7 separate regions of the Mus musculus genome follow, and regions 1, 2, 3, 4, 6 and 7 are each linked to region 5. Evidence: chromatin contacts called from public HiChIP or PLAC-seq, Micro-C and promoter capture Hi-C data. All regions are on one chromosome and are shown on one strand. Each heading gives the region's core, a stretch centred on a gene start, on an enhancer-like site or on the middle of the called end of the contact. The rest is flanking DNA. Distances are from core to core; before and after follow the strand shown. Region 1 holds the start of Senp2 (SUMO/sentrin specific peptidase 2). Region 2 holds the start of Tmem41a (transmembrane protein 41a). Region 3 holds the start of Polr2h (polymerase (RNA) II (DNA directed) polypeptide H). Region 4 has its middle 85 kb from the start of Gm22741. Region 5 holds the start of Vps8 (VPS8 CORVET complex subunit). Region 6 has its middle 47 kb from the start of Gm22741. Region 7 holds the start of Igf2bp2 (insulin-like growth factor 2 mRNA binding protein 2).

Region 1 (2,942 bases), core at 287-2,786, 590 kb after region 5:
CTGGTTTTTGTTGTTGTTGTTTTGTTTGTTTATGAGAAGGTCTTTCTACTTAGTTCTGGTTATTCTGGAACTAATTGCGTAGACCAGGCTGGCCTCTAATTCACAGAGATCCACCTATCTCTACCTCCCAAGTGCCGGCATTAAAGGCATGTGCCACTATGCCCAGCAGTGACTGTTTTTGTTTTTGTTTTTTGGGTTTTTGTTTTTTGAGACAGGGTTTCTCTGTGTAGCCCTGACTGTCCTGGAACTCAGTCTGTAGACCAGGCTGGCCCTTGAACTCAGAAATCTGCCTGCCTCTGCCTCCCAAGTGCTGGGATTAAAGTCATGTGCCACCACCGCCCGGCTTTGAGACTGTTTTTAATACTTCAAGGGACTGCACTCCCAGACATTATGCTTAAGTCCATAGGAGATATTATTTAGACATTTATTTCTAATGGTTTTCCTTTAATCCCAGCACTCGGGAGGCAGAGGCAGGCAGATTTCTGAGTTCGAGGCCAGCCTGGTCTACAAAGTGAGTTCCAGGACAGTCAGGGCTATACAGAGAAACTCTGTCTCAAAAAACAACAACAACAACAACAACAAAACAACAAAAAGGAAGAAAGAAAGAAGAGAAGAGAAGAGAAGAGAAGAGAAGAGAAGAGAAGAGAAGAGAAGAAAAGAAAAGTGTATACATTCCCAGAGAGGATAATGAGAATTGATTGCTACCTGACAGCTGAGGGGAAGAGACAAGCTGATTAGAAAAGGCCACAGGAATCATTCAGTCCCTGTTTCTCGGAAGCTTTTCCTAAGAAGTCGTGTCCGTCTGCCCTACTCACTCCCCAGCATCTGGTTTAACTTTCTCTAGTTCCATTGCGCATTACAATCATTTATCACATAAGCAGGTGACCTTGTATTCTAATTTATAAGTATCTATGAAAATGTCTCTCCCAGTAAACTTGCACGTATGCGTGCGGAATGAGCCCTAATAGTTAGACTGGCTCAAATGCTAGTGGTTAGCTCCATTTTCTTAGGCACATGGTTTAATTGCTATATACCTTTGGTTTTTATGACATTCCTAAAATTCCCCACTGTGTCCGGTTGCTGTAAACATGACGGCAATCCGGGTAAAGTATTAGACCAATGTATATACAAAATAAAGCGCAAACCCTTACATACTCATTAACTAACCTGACCTATTTTCCACCCTGCGCATTCTTTTACAGAACCCTCCACTGTCGGGTTGCTTGGGTAGCTCTCCCGGCCCAGCATCGATACACGTGGTTTGGGTCTGTGGGCCTTGTCCCGAGATCGACTCCTGACTGGCTCTGCCAAAGAGAAAGCCCCGCCCTTCGGTCTGCCAGTCAGACCCGCGCAAGAGCCCGCTCTCCCCGTCCCGCTTCCTGTTGCTAGGCTTACAAGGAGCAGGCCCAGACTGCGCATGCTCAGACTCCGGAGGCCGCTTTCCCGTTGGGCGGAAGAAGGTGACGTCAACGGCTTCTAGAGAGTCCTCCCCTAGCCCGGGGAACGTTAAATCTGTGGGCCCTCTGATGGCGTCACAAGTCCGCGCCTGATCCTGGCTACGGCTGAAGCGGCGAAGGCGGCAGCGGCAGCGGCAGCGGCAGCGGCGACGGCGGCGGCGGCGGCGGCGGCGGCGGCGACAGCTCTGGGGTTCGCGTCTCGGGGTGTGTCGGCCGCCGCTGCTGCTCAGGCCTGGAATGTACAGATGGCTGGCTAAGGTTCTCGGCACCATTCTTCGCTTGTGTGAGCGGCCCGCGCCCGGGGCCCGCGCCCTACTCAAGAGGCGGCGCTCCAGCAGGTAAGGTGGCCGCGCGCCGGTCGGGTCCCCTCCCCCGCGCTGGCGTTGGGCGCCGCGGGCCTGTGGGAACCGGCGACTACGGGACCGCGGAGGCCTGGGGAGAGTCCGTCCCTCTAGCTGCGAGCGGAAGGGGAACGGGAGGCCGGCGATGTGCTGCTCGCCGGATACGGCTCCTGTCGCCCGGTGTCGTCGCGGGCGGACAGCGCAGGAGCGAGTCACTAGGTTAGGAGTTTGCCCGTAGTCGTTTGACTGCGAGTGCTGTTGTCTTCGCACCGAGGAACAGCAGTTGTCTTGTTCGACAGCAACTGTCGGGGTGTGTGTGTTGGGCTGCAGGGGAAGGGAATGGTCCTGTTCTTTAACATCCTTGTAAGAGGCAGAAAGTATTTACGTACCGCACTCTTGTAAGATTCGGTTAAAATTAGAAGGAAATGACAAATATTAGTACTTAGCATCTACTCCTTTATTTACTTTACAGTGTCTTCCCTTTTAAGGGTTTATCTAGAAAACAAAATATTCTACAACTTCTATACTCCCCCCTGTCTCCCACTCTTACATTCTCCCTCCCTTTCCTTCCTCTGCTATGTCTACTTCACTTATTATTATGATGATGGTGATTATTTTTGTTTCCAGGTCAAGAGAAGTGGACAAAAGATTGGATTAGGGGAAGTAGATCAAAATGATTCATAGATGACTCCAGGAATGTAGGTCATTGGTGAAACTGGTTGTTCGCTAAACTGTAGCATGTAGTCCCATGGCTTCTACAGTTCCATGGGGTTCAGATAAGAATCGGTTAAGATGTTATAAAGTTCTCAAACTGATGCTTATGTAAGAATAGTTTATTCTCCCCCAACTGGATCTGGTGCACAATGAAACTGCATATTTATCGAACAGGGACTGGTGATCGCCTCACATTTTCATTCATAGTCCCTCGGAGTCAGCAGTATGCCGACCCAAACCTGAGTGTGGATGTGTCCTGGCCAGCCTTGACTTCTAGCTGCTTTCTGTTCTTTACTACATTCGGGGGCTCGTGGGTTATTTTGTTTTGTTTTGTTCTTTTGTTTTTTGAGACAGGGTTTCTCTGTGCAGCCCTGGCTGTCCTGGAACTCACTCTGTAGACCAGGCTGGCCTCGAACTCAGAAATCGGCCT
Region 2 (2,973 bases), core at 134-2,633, 520 kb after region 5:
ATCAGGTGGAGGCGTGGGTTCCAGAGAAAGTTCGAAGTGTGTCTTCCTTGCAGAGTTAAGTTTGTAAACAGGTCATCTGGCCACCAGACATTGAAAGAACTCAAGATGACAGCTGACCCAAGATAAAACAACAGAGGCAGACAGGAGAGCCCTGGAGTGGGAACAAGTGCCCTGGGCTGGCACCCTCACTCTACAGTGTTCCTGTTGTGTGACCTTGGAGTGACCACGGGTCTTGTTTTCCTTGCCTAAAAAGGGTCTGGTGCTGGATAACCACTACACACCCTCTTCACTTATTTAGGGGTTTTAAGATGGAACCCCACAGCCTCCACCATGCTGAGAGCATCGGCTCCAGCACTGACTTGCATCCTCGGTCTCTTTTTATCTTGTCCGAAGACACAAGTATATTCATCTCCAGGCAACTGCATATCATCATGAATTGCCGTCCTTTCTAGGAGACCCTCTCCCAAGCAAACACACAACTATTTAGACAGCATGTTACCCAGATGTACTAGGCAAAAAACAACAATTTCATCACTTTAAAAGAATCCCCGTGGACACATACCTCCCATCATAATAAATACAGCTTTCTTGATAACATGGCTGGAGGCCAACCCTTTCCGAGAGCCTCCCTCTTCACCCTGCGCTAGGCCTGGTACACCGTGGATCCCGTCCAAAGGTCACAGAACAAAGACTACCCTGCCTCTGCCATCTCAACAGTTCTTTGCTCCAGCAGAGATAAACTATGAGCAAGCCCCTCCTAGTTCTCATGAGTACCTCTGACATCCACAAGAGAGTTTTTTCAGCTCCACAAAAAGACAATGGTAACTGAAAACAACTCGAATGCAGTTAACGCCTCTTGGTAATGCGGCAACGTGCCAGACACACTCTATGCACTTTCAAAGTAATAAGCAGCAGTCGGAAACCCGACCGACAAGCCTTCTGCCTCGCCCAGCTGTCATGGGAAGCAGAGACAGGCAGGAAGAGGGCAAACTGGATCATAGCCTCGTCACTCCAAGTCCGGGCTGCACCTCTGAAGACTGGCTGCTGTGGTAATTGGGTTGAGGAAGGAGAGCCACGGTAGCCGAGATGGCTGGGGCTGGAAGGCGACCGCGTGTGCAGAGAAGTGCAAGGGCCCCCGAGGCATCACTGCCAACCCTCCGACCTCCTCCCAGGCCACCGCCCGGTGTCCTCCCTCTCACCGGCCTTCGGGCTCCCCGGCCGCCGCCAGCCTCGGCCCCAAGGGCAGCCGCGTGGAGAGCAGGTATAATGCGAAGGTGCAGCCTCCGAATACGAGGAGCAAGCCGAGCAGCGCGCGCATGCCGCGGCCTGGCCGGAGAGCGCGCTCCCCCCGTGGCAACGCAGAGCCCTCCCCGTGCGCCGACTGGGCGGGCGGAGCGCGTTCTTGGACGGGCAGGGCGTGGCCCTCGCAAAGCTCCGCCCTCGGCCCGCCGCAGGCCCCGCCCCCGCCAGGGACTGATCGCTCTAGTCTAAAGTGCTCCTGCTGGCTCTACACTGAACACCTCCAACGCCTTCCCTGTGACAGAGCTGGGAGATCTGGGGCTGAGTTGTGAGCCTGCCACAACCTAGCTTGCAGCATGGCGGTCAGTCTTGTCCACAGTCTGTCCCACAAAGCAAATGAAGCCAACAAATGTGAGACTGACACCGATGGTTGTGGAAAGAAGGTAATGACCACCACAGAAATAAACAGACATGCCTTCTATTCAGTACCTGAAGTGTGCTCATTATCCCCAGTACTCATAAACACATTTCAGTGTGCCTCAACGGATGAAAACGCTTACTGCCATAACTCTTGTGTAGGAGCTAGCGTGCACACACTAGCTGTAACACACATCTGAGTCTTAGAAAGAGTCTGTGGTGCTAGACATGGTGTTCATGTGACTGACCCCAGCACTTGAAGAGAAGGAAGGCCCAGGGTTCAGTCATCTTTAAATACTAAGCAAAAATTCAGAAAGGGGCAGGGTAGCCGGGTAGTGAGAATGACATCTCTCAAAAAGAAAACCCAGATTCAAAACTCCAAAACTAGTGTGGTCCTTGCACTGTGTGGAGTCTGAAAGAGGTGAGCACTGCGTTTACTCTCTGGATGAGCAAGCAGAGGGGCAAGTGAGATGGCCCTAAGTAAGGCAACCTTCAGGGAAGCCGAAGGTTTGGGAGAAATGAATGGCTATTGTCCACTTGGAGAGTGCTAGAAGATAGTTTGGGCAAGGGACCCCAGGAAACTGTGGGGAGATGAGCCTGGCAGCATTCAGTAAGAACCATTCTGCTAGGCAGACATCGTGTTGTGTGTTTGCAGTCCCAGCACATGGAACCCTGAGGCAGAATGGAGACTGAAGACAGCCTGGGGTTACAGTGACAAACTGTCTTCAAAAAACAGGGAGGAGGAGAAAAGGAGGGACAGTGTCCGTTCTCCTTTGAGAATGTCAGAGCAAGTGGTTAGAGTAGGCTCCAAGTTAACAGTAAATACCTCAGGTTGCGGGGAGGGAGGGACGGAAAGGACCACGGCAGTGGGAACAGGGCAAAAGGGACAGGCTGCACAGTGGGGATGAGAAGTGACAGCACATAGGACCGACCCATTGGGTGAGTTCTTCAGAGTCAAAAGGCATGAAGCACTTCAGAGCACTTCTTTGGTTCAAACAGGGAGCATGCATCAAAGACCTAGCAAGTTGACATCCAAGAACTGAACCCACAAATATGCTTGGCCTTGTTTTGATATCAAGGGACTGGGAGCAACCCAAATGTCGATCATCTCAGGACTCGGAGGTTAAGGGGCAGTTTTACATATTCTGAGCTGGTATCGTGTCGTGGTTTGAGTAGAAGGGCCCCCATAGATAGGAACTAAGATTCAGTTATGGCACGGAGAGCAGGGAGACTAAGAGTCAAACAAGTTTCAAAATTAAGAATGTACTGTGAGAGCCGGGAAGAAGGGGTGGGGTGGCGGATAGTGCACGCCTTCAA
Region 3 (3,317 bases), core at 438-2,937, 710 kb before region 5:
AGGCTCAGCCTCCCGCTAGCGTCTCCTCCTCGGCGGGCGGGCCGAGGGCGGTGCCCTGCTTTGCTGCTCCGCCCCGGCCCATCTGCAGGGGCGTCCCTGCCCGGCCGGGGTCTGCATTGGGGCCGCCTCCTGGTGTCCGGAGAGGCGGCAGGGGGCGCTTGAAACACGATCTCGCACCCCTTCGCCACGGAGGCCCGGGATTAACCCAGCGCCCTGAGGGTGCGGGGGCCGGGCGGGGGCGGGTCTGCTGGCACGTGGAAGGGACGGGCTCTCCCGCGGCTGCAGCGTTGTGCGGGAGGGGCTGGAGATGTGGGGACTCTTGAACTGGGGTAGGGGGCTACTGACAAAAGCTAATTCGGGCTCTCTAAGCCAGACCGGACAGGGGCAGCCTCTGCTTCACACTTTCAGGCGGCTCAGACGCATCTGGGAGGATGCCCGAGAGCCGGCTCCCTCCTTGCCTCCCTTTCTCCTTCCTTTCCTCCGGGTTCCCCCGGGAAGGTGCACCTGGAATGGCTAGGCCTGGAAAGAGGGGCGGAGGTGGAGGTGGGAGGGGACGGGAAGGGGTGAGGCCCGAGGGAAGGGAGCTATTGGTGCGGGGGAGGCCGCTCCTGGGAGGCGGGTGTGTGTGTGTGTGTGGGGGGGGGGGGGAGCAGAGGTCGCTCCTCCCAGGCACCGCTTAAGGGGGAATTTGAGTAGCTGCTGACGCCCTGAGGAAACGGCCTACTGAGGCTCCACATTGTCTTTCGGGGTCCTGGGAAGGACAAGAAGAAGGTGTCGAGGGCACAAAGAGGATGGGCAGCGTTAGGTTGGAGCCACTGGAGAGGACAGTGTCCAGAAATCTGTGGAGAAAGAATAGTACCAGGATGAAGACTCATTCAAGAAACAAGAGGGTGCCCAGCACAGGGGCTGTAATGAGAGGAGGTAGCACCTAGAAAGAAGGTATTGCGAGCTGTCGCCTCCCAGTGAAAGGCGCACTTCAGTGTCCAGAAGAGGGTGGTATAGTGGGGTGACAGGCAGTACCAAGTTCAGTTGGCAGTGTTCTAGGGGATCAGTGTGAGGCTAGTGCCAAGCAGGGCCAAGGGAAGACGGGAGTGGCGAGGAGGTGAAGCCCCAGGGGAGGGCACAATGCGGGCTTTCCTTTCCCCGAGAGTGACATCATGGCAAATTCCCAAACCGGACGCACCCGGCTCCGGTGATGTCTAGCTGGTCCGAGCCAGCTCGCACCAGCTTTGGGGATCTTGGTGACAGTCTGAGGGGCTGGGCACCGGGTCCTGGAGGGCTGGTGCTCTGCGGGCGGGGTTCTGCTCCACCTGCCTGCAGCGCGGACTGTGCCCTCGGCCGGCACGCGGACTTCAGGGAAGGGCTAGGGCCGGGCTTCTCTGGGCCAAGGATCAAGGTTCCTGGCTGGGTTAGGCCCCCAAGCTTTCCACGCTTTGGGATCCACAGTCTGAAGAGGGCGCCGTCGAGCCGGGCGCAGCGCGGTACCCCGTCGGAGGTGGGACTTAATCTGTCCCCGCCTTGGACGGAGTCACCGAGTTTTGAGACTCGCCCACAAGGCCCGAGCACCTCGGAGGTGGCCCTTCCCGGCGGAAGTGAAGAAGCCCCGAGAAGGAGGCAGCGGAAGTGGCTGCGTGACTGCAGCCCGTGCGCACGCGCCCTCGGCCTCGTTGCCGCTTTTGGGGCGGTACTCTGCCCTGTCTTACTTTTCTCCACGTGAGGGGGTGCGCGAATCCCCAGTGGTGGCCGCGCGCTCACATCCTCTGCAGCTTTCGTGCCCTTCGCGATGGCGGGCATCCTGTTCGAGGATATTTTCGATGTGAAAGACATCGACCCAGAAGGCAAGAAATTTGACCGAGGTAAGCGGTGTCGGGGCGGTAGGAGGGAAGTGGCCAACATGCCCACCCACCCCAAGTGGCTGGCCCGCCCCACCCTCTCGGTACCTCCCTCAGGAAACAGTTTTTTTTTTTTTTTCGTGAATGAGAAACTTGAGACAGCTTTTTCTATTATATTTGCGGTGCCTGGTGCCCGGTGGGTGGCCCTTAGCTGGGTGCTGGCATACCCCTGGGAACCTTTCTAACTCCCTACACAGTTATTATGTGCTCTACCGTGCTCTGAACTTTATTCTTGGAAAAAGTAGATGGTGCCTTATCTCTTTTGTTACCCCAGGTCTTGCAGCGAGTTACCTACCTGCCTTCCTAACCAATAATTTTGTATTAGCCTAAGAACAAGTTAGCTCTTTCCGAAGCTCTCTGAATTTCATTCAGTTGACCGCTTGGTGTATTTATTTTCCCAACGATCCGGAAGTTGTTTCTTCTTGGTGTCGCTTAGCCTGGAGGCAAATGTCTTAAGACAGATGTCAGTTTTGAATACATCCCTCAGATTCCCTCAGCAGTGTCTCCTGCTAGAAAGAGGAAGTCTCAGGACCAGTGAGACTCTAGTCTAAATCATCCAGGCGTTTTTAGTTAGAGCCTGGAGACTGGCCACTGCTGGAGGAGCTTTGCCGCTTGCTTGGGACCCTGTCACTTGCTGAGGTTACTGCCTTCTTCCCTCTTGTGAATCTGATTCTGATTGCAGTTGTGGGAGGCTGGTGGGTGTGTGCATGTTAGATGATTTGATCTCTTGCATTTGACCCCAAGCTGGCATCGATAGACTTTGTAATCATGTCTGTCATGCACTCTTCCCCAGTATCCCGGCTGCACTGTGAGAGTGAATCTTTCAAGATGGACCTCATCTTAGATGTAAACATTCAGATTTACCCTGTGGACTTAGGTAAGTATTGAATACGGGCAATGGCAAGAGGATTTTGGTCTTAGGTGTCTACTTCTTTACCCTGATGTTGCTGCTCTATTCAGGTGACAAGTTCCGGTTGGTTATAGCTAGTACTTTGTATGAAGATGGTACCTTGGATGATGGTGAATACAACCCCACAGATGACAGGCCTTCCAGGTGAGGTAGCAGTAAACAAGTGACTAAGATAAGAATATAGTGCAGAGAAAGTATAATATGTAGATTATGGATATACATATGTATAACTATATGTTATAGAAAATTTGATTTCTTGGATACAATATGTATTATATACTATGCACATTACATGACAATGTATAACATAAGTTATATAATGTTATATATTAGATATAATATATAACATGTATGTTATAGTATATAATAACATATGTTAATACTATATATAAGTAACTATGATGAGAATGTAATGAAGTAATATAATATATAATTTATTTATATATTATATATAATGTTGTACATTACATATAATATATAGTACATATTATATATTACATATAATGTTATATAAC
Region 4 (3,224 bases), core at 705-3,204, 590 kb before region 5:
TCAACACGGAACGTGGTTTTTGTGCTTAAAAGCTCAGCCTGAAAAAGGCTCGGGGCTACTCTGGGATCCTGAACAAGCAGTGTAGTTATCCACTGGTTAATAAAGATTTTTCTATTGACTTAAACCCAGGTCCAGCAGTCTTCTCTGATGAATATACCTCACAACAAAGAAGAGTCAAAATAAACAATCTGTCAGAATCCTAAGCCAGAGCAGCTACCACGCACAAGAAAGGGCTGTCAGACTCCCAGGCTTGCCTGGGAAACATCCCACGGTCCCATCCTGCAGACACCCTTCTTTGAGGTGCTATGGGGGAGAAGGTGGACAGACATCTTTGCAGTGGGCAGAGGTATGTCTGTACAGACTGCCTCCTGAGAACTTTTTTTTTCCATTTTTTATTAGGTATTTAGCTCATTTACATTTCCAATGCTATACCAAAAGTCCCCCATACCCACCCACCCCCGACTCCCCTACCCACCCACTCCCCCTTTTTGGCCCTGGGGTTCCCCTGTACTGGGGCATATAAAGTTTGCAAGTCCAATGGGTCTCTCTTTGCAGTGATGGCTGACTAGGCCATCTTTTGATACATATGCAGCTAGAGACAAGAGCTCCCGGGTACTGGTTAGTTCATATTGTTGTTCCACCTATAGGGTTGCAGTTCCCTTTAGTTCCTTGGGTGCTTTCTCTAGTTCCTCCATTGGGGGCCCTGTGGTCCATTCAATAGCTGACTGTGAGCATCCACTTCTGTGTTTGCTAGGCCCCGGCATAGTCTCACAAGAGGAGAACTTTCAAACTTAGATTTGCATTCAGCTTGGTCTCTGGTGGTCCAGCAACTTCCTTATTATGAACCAACTCGGTGTGAGGACGAAACCATAAACACACCTGCAAGTATGTAAGTACGTTAAAATGTGTGTGTCTGTGTGTTCCTTCTTCCTTGAGGAAGGGCTCAAACTATATCCTGGCTTCACAGATGTAGCTCCTACCAGAAGTGGGGCAACTGGGGTGACTGAGGGGGAGATTTGGCAGATGAGTACTGTTATCCTGCTTGCTTTATTTTGTTGTTTTGAGGTGGGGTGTCACTCTGTAACTCTGTAGCTGGGCACTCTGTTACTTGGAGGCTCTGGAGTGACTGAGAGAGGTCAGCCCATGGTGTAGCATTACTTCCTCAATTGTCTGGGGGATGGAATGTGACTACAACTCCCTTTGTATCGGAAGGGTGTGGGAAGGCCAACAGATCCCCTGTGAGGGATGTGGAAAAGATGGGGGTGACTGTAACCTGATTGTTTGTCAGAGGAGGGGTGCATCCAGCCTGTACCTTTGCCTTTCAGGCCTGGCTTAGAAAAGGACTCTGTCAAGCAAGAACACTTTGATTACAAAGAAAGAATCCTGTGTGTGGAGCCTTTACTTAGTAATGTATGGTAAATATCTTTTCTTTCCTCATTAGGCATTCCACACCGAGGTGTTTGTGAGCACTCTGCAGGGCTAGGCTTATTAACCAACCTATGTTGGGAATGCTTGGCACGCCCAGCTCCTTTGCAGCTGGCAAGTGCTAGGTTCCTTCTTGTACGGACCAACTTCATGAATGAACTCCCCCATCCTTATGTGGTCTATGCCATACTGCTTGACACAGTGTAAGTCACTTTCAAGCTTACAGACGTGACAAAGAAACACACCAGGAAGCAGTAGCGCAAAGATGAAGCCAAGGCAGGGCTGGAATGCTCCCCACCCCCTCTTTCCTTGCAGCTGTGGGCTTGACTGGGCTGAGCACTGTCCTTAGAGTATTTGGCTTGGATGTCAGAGAGGGTGTGTCAGCTAACCAGGCAGCTCCAAGTCACATCCTGCCAAGGTGTTACCAGATGCTAAAACTTCCTGTCTCTCCCCCAACACAAGCTCTCAGTCCTCTAGACCCTGATAAGTGGCTGGGGCAGAGATGGAAAGTACCCTACAGTGATCTGGGTTTCCTCGTCATCATTGAGTGTGCCCTCCCCTCCCCTTGTCTCCCTCCCCCATGTCTGGGGCCAGAGGTGCCAGACAGACTCAACTATTTGGGCAACACTTGCCTTACCTCTTTGAGATCTTAGAAATTAAATTTTCTTCTCCTTAAGATGGAAAATATTACACGTATATATGAGAAAGGAAAAGTGCCAACGTGTTTAAGCATGACACAGCCTTACTACACATTTCCTACCAAGTACCAATATGGGTTATAAATGGGAAAATCTAAATTGGGAAGCCAACTTGTCCTGTGATTTTCTTTAAAATGAGAACAACAATAGCAGCCAAAATATCTGTCTTAAGAATGTTGTGGTATGGGTGTGATGGCTCAGTGCATAAAGGCCTTGGCCTCAAAGCCTCATGACGTAGCTCAGTGGGAGAAAAGAACCAACAGATTGGTTCTCTGACCTTCCTGACCATGCACCATGGTGCACAGCACCTTTATTCCATAAACATAAAATAAATAAATAAATAAAAAGATCCCCCCAGGGCACTCTGAGGCTATGAATAAGTATGCAGAAAAAAGATGGAAATGTTTTGTGAGGAAGATGCCCCTGAAGAAAGCTGTGCTGGAAATCTCATCTTGGACTGCTGGACTCTTTGCTCCCGAAACTGAAGGAAGGTAGCCTGCTGGATCAACTGCTGTGGTTGTGTGGGAAGTGGGACAGTGGGAGGAAGCTGCCCAGGTGGGGCTGCTGTCACCTTGTTGTGGCCAGCCTTATGTGCTTCCAGAGAATTTTCAAGGTCTGCAAAGCATGAACAATTCTGGACAGATGTGGGACCTGCAATTAAAGAGAACTAGCAGGGGTTCCCCCCCCCCCTTTTCCCTGTGTATGTAGGATTACTGGACCCCCTTTTTTTCTGTGTATATGCAGGCATGGTGGGACCCCTCTTCTTTCTTTGTGTATGTAGGCATGGCAGGACACTGTGTGTACTCAGGCATATTGGGACCCCTTTCTCTGTGTGTATGCAGGCATGGTGGGGCCCCCTTTCTCTCTCTGTGCATGCAGGCATGGTGGATCTCCCCTCTTCTCTCTGTATGGAAGCATGGCACACACATGGATGCCAGCAGACCGATGTGAATGTCAGAGGGCAACTTTAAATCCCTTCTCTCTTTCCACTTCAGGTCAGGGAATGAGTTCATGCCTCAGACTTGTATGGTAAGCACTTCACCGATGAGCCTCTTCACCCACCCCTCCCTTTCTCTTATCAAAAACACTGCTGCTAGGACG
Region 5 (3,275 bases), core at 751-3,250:
AGACCTGTGCCACCACTGTTCTGCTGGATAAAATAAAATTTACGACATCTTTAAGAAGTCATTCCGGGTGGTGGCGCACGCCTTTAATCTTAGCACTTGGGAGGCAGAGCCAGGCAGATTTCTGAGTTCCAGGCCAGCCTGGTCTACAGAGTGAGTTCCAGGACAGCCAGAGATATGCAGAGAAACCCTGTCTCGAAAAACTAAAAAGAAAAGAAGTCATGAATCTGGGAAAGGGACTGGTGGGAGTAGTTAGAAAATACATTAAGTAAAAAGTAAAGGTTTTACTGTTATCTCTCTTCCAAATCAAACCAAGAATGATACAATGTAACTATTAAAAAATTAATTTGAGTAGGCCAAAAAGAGGGCTATGGGTATGGGTTTTTATTTTAAAACATTTCCTGAGTTTTCCAAGCTTTCTATAACAAGCATACACTATTTCTATTTTTAGTTAAGTAGCACTGTTCAGGCAAGCCTGTGGCCTGCTCCGTGTTGTCAACAAGGGATATGAGAGGCGGTCACGGGAAGGGATTTCTCAGGTATCTCGAGTTGAAATCTGCTCTTCTACAACATCCACCCACAAGACTTGGCTTTGCTTTCTGAAGTTCTCTAGAATAAGTGTGTGACGACTGTAAAACATTTTGAAAATGTCAATTAACAATCTTCCCATTTTTCATGTCCTATAGCCCCATTCCCCAATGTGTCAGCTGAATTCCGTTCTTCCCAGAACTTTAACAATTCTCTGTCACTCAGGGCTCAGGGTTCTGGTGTCACCATTCTGTCTAACCTACTTTAGACGGGTCTCTCTCTCTCTCTCTCTCTCTCTCTCTCTCTCTCTCTCTCTCTCTCTCTCTTTCTCTGTGTGTGTGTGTCTCATACACACACACTCACACACACAGAGTCATGGCTGAAATGTGTTTCTGTGAGTGATTATTAAAGATGTTTGGAAGCCACTGCCTGTACCCTAGCCACATCAGGCTAGCAACTTGTCCCTAAACTCACCTTGGCTTGTAACTAATCCCACTGTTCCCTCAGTTAGGCAGTCTCTCTGGCTCCTGCCTACAGAAGTCTCCTCACTCCCTGCTCCCCCCCCTTTTTTTTAGCTAAGGTGTTGATTATTTTCCTTCATCCGTGACCCTAAAAATGACAGCCCTATAGTTTCTTTATGTCACTGTGATCAGCTGGCCTTTACTGACAGTCCTAATGTACTTACAGGACAGACCTACAGTGAGCCTGGTTGATACTCAATGTAACTCCTCCTGAGGTATCTTCCCACACTCTCCCTCCTCATTTCTCCCTCACAGACAAGTCCAACAACTATGTTATCTGCCTCCTTGGGTTAATGATACCATATAGTGGCAATTGTAAACGCCAAACTATCCTGAAATAGCTTTTTCCAGTAGCATATTAGGGAAAAAAAAGATGCCTTCTCTATTTAATAATGTGACCCACTCTATTATTTTTTGATGGAACAATGACAACTAAAAATGATAATTTGGAAAAGAAGTTTTCAGTATCCATCCTTATTTGCAAAAACAATGTTTCCCCTTCCCCCCAAAATTACCCACCAAAACCCAGCAATTCTGTGTTCACCTTTCAAAAGAAAACGAATTAGTGGACACTACCAAATCCAACGAAACGAATTCCATATCCACTCCTAACCCTGCACTGTGTATCCATCCATCCATTTATCTATTTGTCGAATCTGAGACAGGTCTGTGTCGGTATCCCAGACTAGTTTGAACTCAATATGCTCCTTCTGCCTCAGGCTCCTGCGCGCCTGATGGCTGGACGATCCTTGACACCTCGTTTTGGGGTGAGTTTATGGAAGTTCAGGTGAGCTGATTGAAAGGGACGTTCCTTTTAATCTGAGGACCTCTATTTGCTAGACTCCTCCGGCTCAGATGCCAGGGCTCCTTGAGCGTCCCTGGAGGCCGGACAGAGTCTCCCTTTAAGGAGGGCGTGACGCAGAGGCTCGCACCGCCCAGTGCAGGGCGTCTCTGGGGAAGAGAGCGGAAGCGCGCCCGCCAGCTGCCGAGACTGCGCGTGCGTGGGCTGGCCTCCGCGGGGTCACGTGTGCTGGGGTCCCGTCAAGGCAGACGCCGGCTCAGGTAACACGTATTCCGAACGGGTGGGGCGGGGCGGCGGGTGCGGGCCGGCGCGGCAGGGGTGCGCAGACGGAGCTGCGCCCCAGTGGCTCCCGCAGACCCTGTGGCCACCGCGGGCTGGCTCAGGAGTCTGACTTCGCACTAGGTTAGCAGTTTCCACCCGGGTCCGGCCGCCTGCGGGGATACCGGACTGGCGCGCTCACGCCCGGACTGCGGCCGGGAGGTGGGTGCTGTCCCTCCCACGCCCGCCGCACGGCGTGGAGGTTCTCACCCGGTCCGACTGACGTGCAGCCCGTGCTGCCGCTTCCTCCTCGCCTCCTGCCAGGTGTGCCCCAATCCGAGGGCCGCAAGGTGGGGGGCACCCCTGTGCCTTGGCTTGTTGTCTAGGTGTGGCACTCGGGGGACAGAGGCACGCGGCAATCCAGAGTTTGGGTGTACTAAGTGGACATGTTTCAATGGAAGGATTGTACTGGCTTATCCGGAGTAGCTGCTGGAGCCTTCTCATAAGTAGGCGGGGCTCTATTTGCCAGAATGCTTGTTACTGTACTGCCCACTCTACTGGACACCCCACCCCCTAACCCCCCCCAAAAAGCCCAAGTAACGTAAGCACAGATGTTGGCTAGTGCCGCTAACTCTGTTCCAGGTGTCTCTGTTTGGGAGAAAATTGCACATCGTTGTGTGTGGGTTTATGTTACACTTCTGTGTTTGAAGTGCTTCCAATATAGATTGAGGATGGGGGAACCCACATGTGTTTAAGTCATGGGTTTGCTCACGTTGACATCTAAGCAGAAAAGTATTGACTCCTCTAGCACTAGCTGACCTGGTCTGTAGAATACACAATAAAGATAAATGGAGCAGTTTTGTTTGAACTGTTGAGCCTTGTATGCGGGAAGTGACTGAGTTATGTGAGAAAATTCTTTACAGACCTCTAACAGAATAAGGTGCTGATTTTTTTTTCTTTATATGTTTCTTTTGTAATTGGACTGTTGGCAGTCGTTGAGTGCATTCTGTCTTCCAGAATTTGGGGGTTTCTTAGTGACTCTTAGTGTTATCCCCACTAGTCCATAAACATTTTAGCCATTGGGATAGGAGAAGTAAGGCCCTAGAGCTGGAGTTACGAGCTGTTGTGAGCTACCCCGTGTTGGTGCTGGGAACCAAACTCTGGCCCTA
Region 6 (2,954 bases), core at 87-2,586, 630 kb before region 5:
CTGTTTTCTGAGTGCGGGGAGTATAGGTGTGCAACACTCATACCTGGCCAACTAAAATCGTAACACTCAGAAATAAATGCTATTAAGGTATTAAGGTCTTGCTATAACTATCTAGACGTTCCAATGTGGTTACAGGTTGCCATTTCTCCTCTTCCTTCTTCTCCTCCTCGTTCTTCTCCTCCTTCTTCTTCCTCCTCTTTTTCTGTCACAAGTAATACTTTATTCACAGTAAGATTAGCCAAAATGGGGAAAACCTTGGAGGGGAGGAGGGATTACCAGAACGTTAGAGGCCTTGGGCTTCTGAGTCTGAGTTTGGGGCAGGGGCTGAGGTCAGCCCTATGCTGTCCCTGCCCCGCTGGAGATTGGTGCTAATGCTTTGAATCTGCTATCCAGACACTGAAGGTCCTTGTCCCCAGTTGGTTTTTGATCTATCAATAAAGATGCCAGTGGCCAATGGTTGGGCATGGGGTGAACACTTATAGTGGCGTGGGTAAAGCACAGAGAGAATCTCGAGGACTGGGGAAGAGGAAGGAGATTCAGTTGCAGCAGGAGATAAAACCAAACAGCACGTGAGTTTTCAGGTAAGTGGCCACTTACCCAATTGGGCCTGAGGTAGCAGGGGAAGGTTTAGGAGTACCCAGCCTTTGCATTAGCCAAGGCATTTTAAAATTAGCTGGTGTGTGTGTGTGTGTGTGTGTGTGTGTGTGTGTGTGTGTGTGTGTGTATCCATCCGCACGCGCGTGTGTTTTCCATCCGAGTATGTTGCAAGAAATTTTAAAACACGACCAACAAGCTTCTTGCACTACTGCTGGGCACTGGCAATTCTCTGCCCTGTGGGGCTGGCCAGCCATGCACTGGTGGGCAGTGGCCGACCTGTTATTGTATCATGGGGACTCTGACTCAGAATTCCACAATCTCTCCACCCAGCTCGCTAGGTTCCCACTGGCAGGTCACTACCACGCCAACCCCATGCTTCAAAGCCCCCACGACCTTTGTGGTGCACATCAGATGAACGCACAATTTGTCGCTGTACCTTTCTCTCTGGAACCCAGTTGAATCACTGCGAGATGAAAAAACACCACACAAATTTAGCTCAGAAACAATGGTAACTCAATCTCTGGGCACAATAACTAAAACCTTATCTTGTAAACTGTGTTAAATCTGATTCTTCTGGTGGTGAATCCCGACGGACCTGCCATGACACCAGGAAACTCTAGCAGCTACATCTTGCCCTTCCCCATTCCAAAAAACGCCCCTCTAACCCTCTCCTCCGTCTTCTCTTTCTCAACCCAACCCGGAAGTTCCACCTACTTGCCCATGGATTGGCTCCTTTATTCATTAGGGAATTGGTTCACAAGAAGTCACCCGAGTACTTGACTCATTCCTTGTCAGCAGCCCCTCCCAGGAGAGCAGAATTAGCATCAAAATACAAACAGCACCAGGTTCATGCACAACACTGGGATCCAAGAGAGCCTGGGTGGGTGGCTGGTAACATGCCCAGCCCAGGAACATAAGGTGGGGTAGCCAAAAACTACACACAATACTGCTCCGAACAGGACTGAGGCAAAAGTTACTTGGGAATTGCCCATACTGCTTTCTAAGTCCCACACACTTCTGTCTTATGACACTGTCAAAGTTCGTGTGGTACCCAGGATGTCAGTTACAGAATTTCTGCCCTCATGATACAGATACACTCGGACCTGGGCAAAGTCATAATCCTTAGCATTCTTTGGCCTGGTTAGTGTGGGGGGTCCCTCTAATCACAGGAGTCCTTGTGTTCATCCATGGACTTGAAGGGAGCTCTCATTTCCCTGGGGTTATTCGTGGAAGAATAAATCTGGCACTTTTTTTTTTTTTTTTTTTAGACAGGTCTCACTTTGCATCCCTTGCTGTCCTGGAACTGACTCTGCAGACCAGTCTGGCCTCAAACGTGTGTTGATCCTCTTGTCAATGGCTTAGAAAGTTGAGATTATAGATTTGTACCACCACATCCAACTCTGGATCCTGGTATGTTTGTGTGTATGTGCATGCTCATGCCTATGTGTGTGTGTGCATGTACACATATGTGCAAGTGAATGCTCTTACGTGTATGTGTGTGTACATGTGGCGACCAGAGGCTGGTGCTACCTTTTTTCTATAGCTCTCCACCTTATCTTTGAGACAGAATCTTTCTTATCAAACCTGGCTGCTCTGGCTAATTTTACGTCAAGTTTACACAAGCTGGAGTCACCAGAGAGGATGGAGCCTCAGTTGAGAAAATGCCTCCATACGTTTGGGCCATAGACAACCCTGTAGGATATTTTCTTAATTAGTGATTGATGTGAGAGAGCCAAGAGCATTGTGGGTGAGGACAACCTGGGCTTGTGGTTCTGTGTTCTATAAGGAAGCAGTCTGAGTGAGCCATGGGGAACAAGCCAGGAAGCAGCACCCTGCATAGCCTCTGCACCAGCTCCTGTCTCCAGGTTCCTGCCCTGCTTGTGTCCCTGTCCTGACTCTTTTTCAATGAACAGTGCTGTGGAATGGTAAGTGCTGGTTACAGGCACGTGTCACTGTATCCCAGCTTTCACATGGGTGCTGTGGATCTGAACTTGGGTCCTTGTGTTTGTGAAGTGAGCAGTTACCAACTGAACTATCTCCAAACTTTATATATATATATATATATATTTTTTTTTTAAATTAGGTATTTTCCTCATTTACATTTCCAATGCTATCCCAAGAGTCCCCCATACCCTCCCCCCCATTCCCCTACCCACCCACTCTCACTTTTTGGCCCTGGCGTTCCCCTGTACTGGGGCATATAAAGTTTGCATGTCCAATGGGCCTCTCTTTCCAGTGATGGCCGACTAGGCCATCTTCTGATACATATGCAGCTAGAGTCAAGAGCTCTGGGGTACTGGTTAGTTCATATTGTTGTCCCACCTATAGGGTTACAGATCCCTTTAGCTCCTTGGGTA
Region 7 (2,993 bases), core at 29-2,528, 740 kb after region 5:
GTACCTCGTAAAAAGGTGCTCCTGGCCGAGCAGGAGGCGGGGAGACGGGAGGCGGAAAGCCCCCAGCCCCGAGTTCTTCTCAATAAAATCGGACAAAAAATTCAGGGAAAAATAGGAGCGCTTCCGAGACCAGAGAGAGGGAACTGAGCTTCGGGAAAGGACCGAGGGAGATGTGCGGTCCGACAAGGGCCAGGTGGGGAAAAACCCCAAGACCTCGAAGGGTTCAGTAGGTGAAGTCGAGGAGATGCCGAAAGTGGGGGGCCAGAAGACAAGAGGGGGTCTCAAAAGGAGAGTGCGGCTTGGGAGACGACAGAGGGCGAGAGGTCTTTGGCACGAGGCATGGGAAGAAGGAAGGTCTGGCTAGGAGGAGAGATGCTGGATTTGGGGGGGTCCCTGGCAAAGGGGGTACTAGAAGGGTCTAGAAAAAGAAAAACGGGGGACTCTGCAAAGGTGGGGGCGGGGGAAGCTCTGGAGAGCAGCTGGGCACTCCAGGGGCGCTCCTAGGGAGCCAGCGAGCCTGGGGACCCTCGGAGGGGCACAGGGTCGCCTCGACTCTGAGGCCCAAGGGTCTGTGTTAGCCCCCGCGGTGGGGGCAGGGCAGCCGGCCATCCCGGAGCCAGCCCGCCGCGAGAGTCGCGGGGCTGGTGCGTGAAAGTGAGCGTGAGGGCTCGGGAGTCGCGGCGGGCGCGGCCCATGGGGCTCGGCCTCCCCGCTGCCGCCGTCCCGAGCCGGCGAGGCGCGGCGTGGGCTGCGCCGAGTGCTCACCCGAGAGGGTCTCGATGGCGCGGATGGCCCAGTTCTGGTCGGGGTAGTCCACGAAGGCGTAGCCGGACTTGAGTAGGACCTGTCCCGCCAGGGGCAGCTTCCTGTCCCCGAAGAGCTGCCGGAGGTCGTCGGCGGTGACGGCGGGGCTCAGGTTCCCAATGTACAGCTTGTTCATCATCCGCGTCTTCCCGAGAGCCCGCGGCTCCCCCGGCCCGGCACCCGGCGCTCCCGCCGCCTCCGCTGCCCTCCTCTCTCCTCCTGCGCCCGCCCCCGCCCCCACCCTCGCCCTCAGCCTGGCTCCCCCCACCGCGGCCGGCCCGGCCCGCCCGGGGGCAGAGGCGGAGGCGGGGACTCGGCGCGGCTGCCTCCTCCGGGCAGAGTCCCGAGCGGGCGTGCGGACAAAGCGCTTGCTCTGCCTCCCGGTGCCGGGGCGGCGGCGGCGGGCGGACGCACCCCGCGCGCCTGAGAGTTGGAGCGGCGTGTGCACCGCCGAGAGTGCGCGCCCTGCCCGTCCCGCGCCGCGCGCTCCGAGGGCTCGGCGCTCCCAGGCTGCGCGCCCGGCGGGCGGAAGCGGCGGCGGCCCCAACGGGGCCGGGAGCGGCGGAGCCAGGCGGCGCGCGGGAGGTGAGGGGCGCGGACGTGGGCGGGGTGTGTGCAAGGTGGACGCGACGTGGGCGCGGGGCCAGAGTGAGGTGCACCTTGAGGAGAGCTCTGCACGCTAGGGCTGACAACTTTCCTCGCGCGTCCCGAGCCACGCACCGATCTAGAGACTCGCTGCGAGCCAAGCTCTTGGAAGAAGGGGGCGCATGTGGTCAAAGGACGGAGGAACACACGGGTCCCCTCCCCCAGACCGTGTATTCTAGTAAAGTTACCGTGGCGCCGAGCCTCGGTTTCCCCAACCAAGAAAGGAGAGCCAGACCCGAGGCCAGGTGATGGCCGAGGTGACGATGCACAGGCTGAGGGGCGGGTTTCAGTCCCAGGCTTGGTAGGCGTTCCCTGAACTCTGGAAGGAACTGGAGAGGGAAGGAACTGGAGAAGAAAGTTGTCCTTCCACGCGGAGGACGGAAGAGGCAGGGTCCTAGTCCCTCTCCCGGGAAGGAGCCAGACAGATTGCCAAGCGGCAATCTAAGTCACATGGCTCCGTGGGAATCGTAGAAATAAAGGGCTCCAGAAAAGAACGGAGGGATTTTGAGGTGAGATGGCTTTGGACTTCTGTGTGATCCGGGAAGTGTTCCTTGGTTTTTTAGAAGGCTTACGTGTTGGGAGGTATGTCTGGGTGGAGAAGTCACCATGGGCCATAGGGTCTGTCTCCTCTATACTCAGATCCAGCAGTATGCCCCAAAGTGTGCCAACATCCCTGAGCCTAACTTTTATCCCTAGAGAAAATAAAACAACCACCCCTTGTGAGGGTGACATAAAAGGCTAGCTGAGTAATGTGTGACACACTGCACTCTGCTTCCATTTCTTTACCCAGGGAAACTTAAAAGCTGGGTGGACAGGACAGGGGGAGCGGTCCTTAATTACTTGTCTTGATAAGGAAGTGATGGATGATTCTTTCTCATCTAGATATTTACTGACATCTCAATTCTAGCTTTCATCAACTATCCACACATTTTCCTCTCTGGACTTTACTGCTTCTAGAACTGGGAATAGGGCTTTGATAGTGTTGCCCAGACTGACAGATAAACCAGGGATAGATGCTTCCTGAGTAAAATGTGGAAGAAGCTCGCCAGTGAAAACAACTTGTGAGTGCTGCACAACTCACGGCAGACTGGAAGCCGCCTTCAGATTATTTACACGGAGGCTGCTAATTAGGCCGTCATCTTTGTAAGGCTATGTTTGCCCATTCACAGTAAGTCATAGTTACAGGCTACAGAAGACAAGGAATTACCACGGGTTGGTGTTCTCCCTGGCTGAAAGGTTAGGGAGCCTTTTTGGTTGTTGCATTACATTTTCAAACATGTCAAGTGTTTGTGGCCAAACCATGGCTACCCTGAAGAGCAGCACATGCAGTAGACCGATTCTTTCTTAGCATAGGTTTCCGGGGGTGAGGGGAGCCCTCTTTTACACTGCCTCTGAGATTACTTGCAGACATCTTTCTGGGAGGTAGCTGCTTTTTGCTGTCTTTAGTGTGTTCTATCTTGTTGACATTGTAAATGGTATTTCAAGAAGATAGCACGGCCTTAGTGATCACAAAGGACACTTTTCTCCACACCTCTTGTGGTTTT

The links. Promoter capture Hi-C pulls out the DNA fragments that hold promoters and counts their contacts. Hi-C and Micro-C count contacts between places; a contact is called where the count stands out from the background. HiChIP or PLAC-seq counts read pairs in DNA pulled down with a chosen protein or histone mark.
Region 1: a promoter capture Hi-C map of pre-B cells shows a contact between it and region 5. The contact joins the promoter of Senp2 here to the promoter of Vps8 in region 5. A contact is called at or near these places in 5 of 39 promoter capture datasets (the C10 cell line, the HPC-7 cell line, liver and 1 more), 1 of 15 datasets of contacts at CTCF or cohesin (large pre-B cells), 4 of 484 Hi-C or Micro-C datasets (CD4 T cells, Sertoli cells, embryonic stem cells and 1 more), 3 of 115 datasets of contacts at active chromatin or transcription factors (the SCID.adh cell line, memory CD8 T cells and pancreatic cancer cells) and 2 of 9 other capture datasets (adipose tissue and pancreatic islet).
Region 2: a contact with region 5 is called in an H3K27ac HiChIP or PLAC-seq map of microglia, with 7 times the contacts expected there. The contact joins the promoter of Tmem41a here to the promoter of Vps8 in region 5. A contact is called at or near these places in 1 of 39 promoter capture datasets (pre-B cells), 2 of 115 datasets of contacts at active chromatin or transcription factors (microglia and pancreatic cancer cells) and 1 of 9 other capture datasets (liver).
Region 3: a contact with region 5 is called in an H3K27ac HiChIP or PLAC-seq map of extraembryonic endoderm stem cells. The contact joins the promoter of Polr2h here to the promoter of Vps8 in region 5. A contact is called at or near these places in 17 of 39 promoter capture datasets (the 3T3-L1 cell line, 3T3-L1-derived adipocytes, the C10 cell line and 10 more), 1 of 15 datasets of contacts at CTCF or cohesin (embryonic stem cells), 5 of 484 Hi-C or Micro-C datasets (CD4 T cells, the N1E-115 cell line, embryonic stem cells and 2 more), 18 of 115 datasets of contacts at active chromatin or transcription factors (the SCID.adh cell line, SST interneurons, astrocytes and 11 more) and 3 of 9 other capture datasets (adipose tissue, embryonic stem cells and liver).
Region 4: a contact with region 5 is called in a promoter capture Hi-C map of embryonic stem cells, with 2.9 times the contacts expected there. The contact joins the enhancer-like site here to the promoter of Vps8 in region 5. A contact is called at or near these places in 8 of 39 promoter capture datasets (the 3T3-L1 cell line, 3T3-L1-derived adipocytes, the C10 cell line and 4 more) and 1 of 484 Hi-C or Micro-C datasets (cortical neurons).
Region 6: a contact with region 5 is called in a promoter capture Hi-C map of embryonic stem cells, with 3 times the contacts expected there. The contact joins the enhancer-like site here to the promoter of Vps8 in region 5. A contact is called at or near these places in 7 of 39 promoter capture datasets (the 3T3-L1 cell line, 3T3-L1-derived adipocytes, cranial neural crest and 3 more), 2 of 484 Hi-C or Micro-C datasets (the C2C12 cell line and the G1E-ER4 cell line), 4 of 115 datasets of contacts at active chromatin or transcription factors (embryonic stem cells, pancreatic cancer cells and stem cell-derived neural progenitor cells) and 1 of 9 other capture datasets (adipose tissue).
Region 7: a Micro-C map of embryonic stem cells shows a contact between it and region 5, with 4 times the contacts expected there. The contact joins the promoter of Igf2bp2 here to the promoter of Vps8 in region 5. A contact is called at or near these places in 1 of 484 Hi-C or Micro-C datasets (embryonic stem cells) and 1 of 115 datasets of contacts at active chromatin or transcription factors (pancreatic cancer cells).

Annotation. Positions count from the first base shown.
Region 1 is chr16:22,007,948-22,010,889 of GRCm38.p6, forward strand. Senp2 (SUMO/sentrin specific peptidase 2) reads left to right here and starts at 1,537. Exons shown (of 17, transcript NM_029457.3): 1 at 1,537-1,795. The coding sequence starts at 1,695.
Region 2 is chr16:21,946,169-21,949,141 of GRCm38.p6, forward strand. It overlaps Tmem41a (transmembrane protein 41a), which reads right to left and starts at 1,384. Exons shown (of 5, transcript NM_025693.4): 1 at 1,200-1,384. The coding sequence starts at 1,318.
Region 3 is chr16:20,716,139-20,719,455 of GRCm38.p6, forward strand. It overlaps Polr2h (polymerase (RNA) II (DNA directed) polypeptide H), which reads left to right and starts at 1,688. Exons shown (of 5, transcript NM_145632.2): 1 at 1,688-1,856; 2 at 2,686-2,769; 3 at 2,853-2,946. The coding sequence starts at 1,784. Clcn2 (chloride channel, voltage-sensitive 2) reads right to left here and starts at 498. Exons shown (of 24, transcript NM_009900.2): 1 at 1-498.
Region 4 is chr16:20,828,342-20,831,565 of GRCm38.p6, forward strand. No RefSeq gene overlaps it. Among named protein-coding and RNA genes, the nearest start is that of Gm22741, 85 kb to the left of the region's middle. Within about 2 kb of position 1,955, at least 49 of the 459 cell types and tissues checked have an H3K27ac peak or open chromatin away from gene starts, as enhancers often do. A contact at or near this core is called in embryonic stem cells, where this site is marked.
Region 5 is chr16:21,421,118-21,424,392 of GRCm38.p6, forward strand. It overlaps Vps8 (VPS8 CORVET complex subunit), which reads left to right and starts at 2,001. Exons shown (of 47, transcript NM_001285893.1): 1 at 2,001-2,108.
Region 6 is chr16:20,790,660-20,793,613 of GRCm38.p6, forward strand. No RefSeq gene overlaps it. Among named protein-coding and RNA genes, the nearest start is that of Gm22741, 47 kb to the left of the region's middle. Within about 2 kb of position 1,337, at least 9 of the 459 cell types and tissues checked have an H3K27ac peak or open chromatin away from gene starts, as enhancers often do. A contact at or near this core is called in embryonic stem cells, where this site is marked.
Region 7 is chr16:22,162,021-22,165,013 of GRCm38.p6, forward strand. Igf2bp2 (insulin-like growth factor 2 mRNA binding protein 2) reads right to left here and starts at 1,279. Exons shown (of 16, transcript NM_183029.2): 1 at 766-1,279. The coding sequence starts at 943.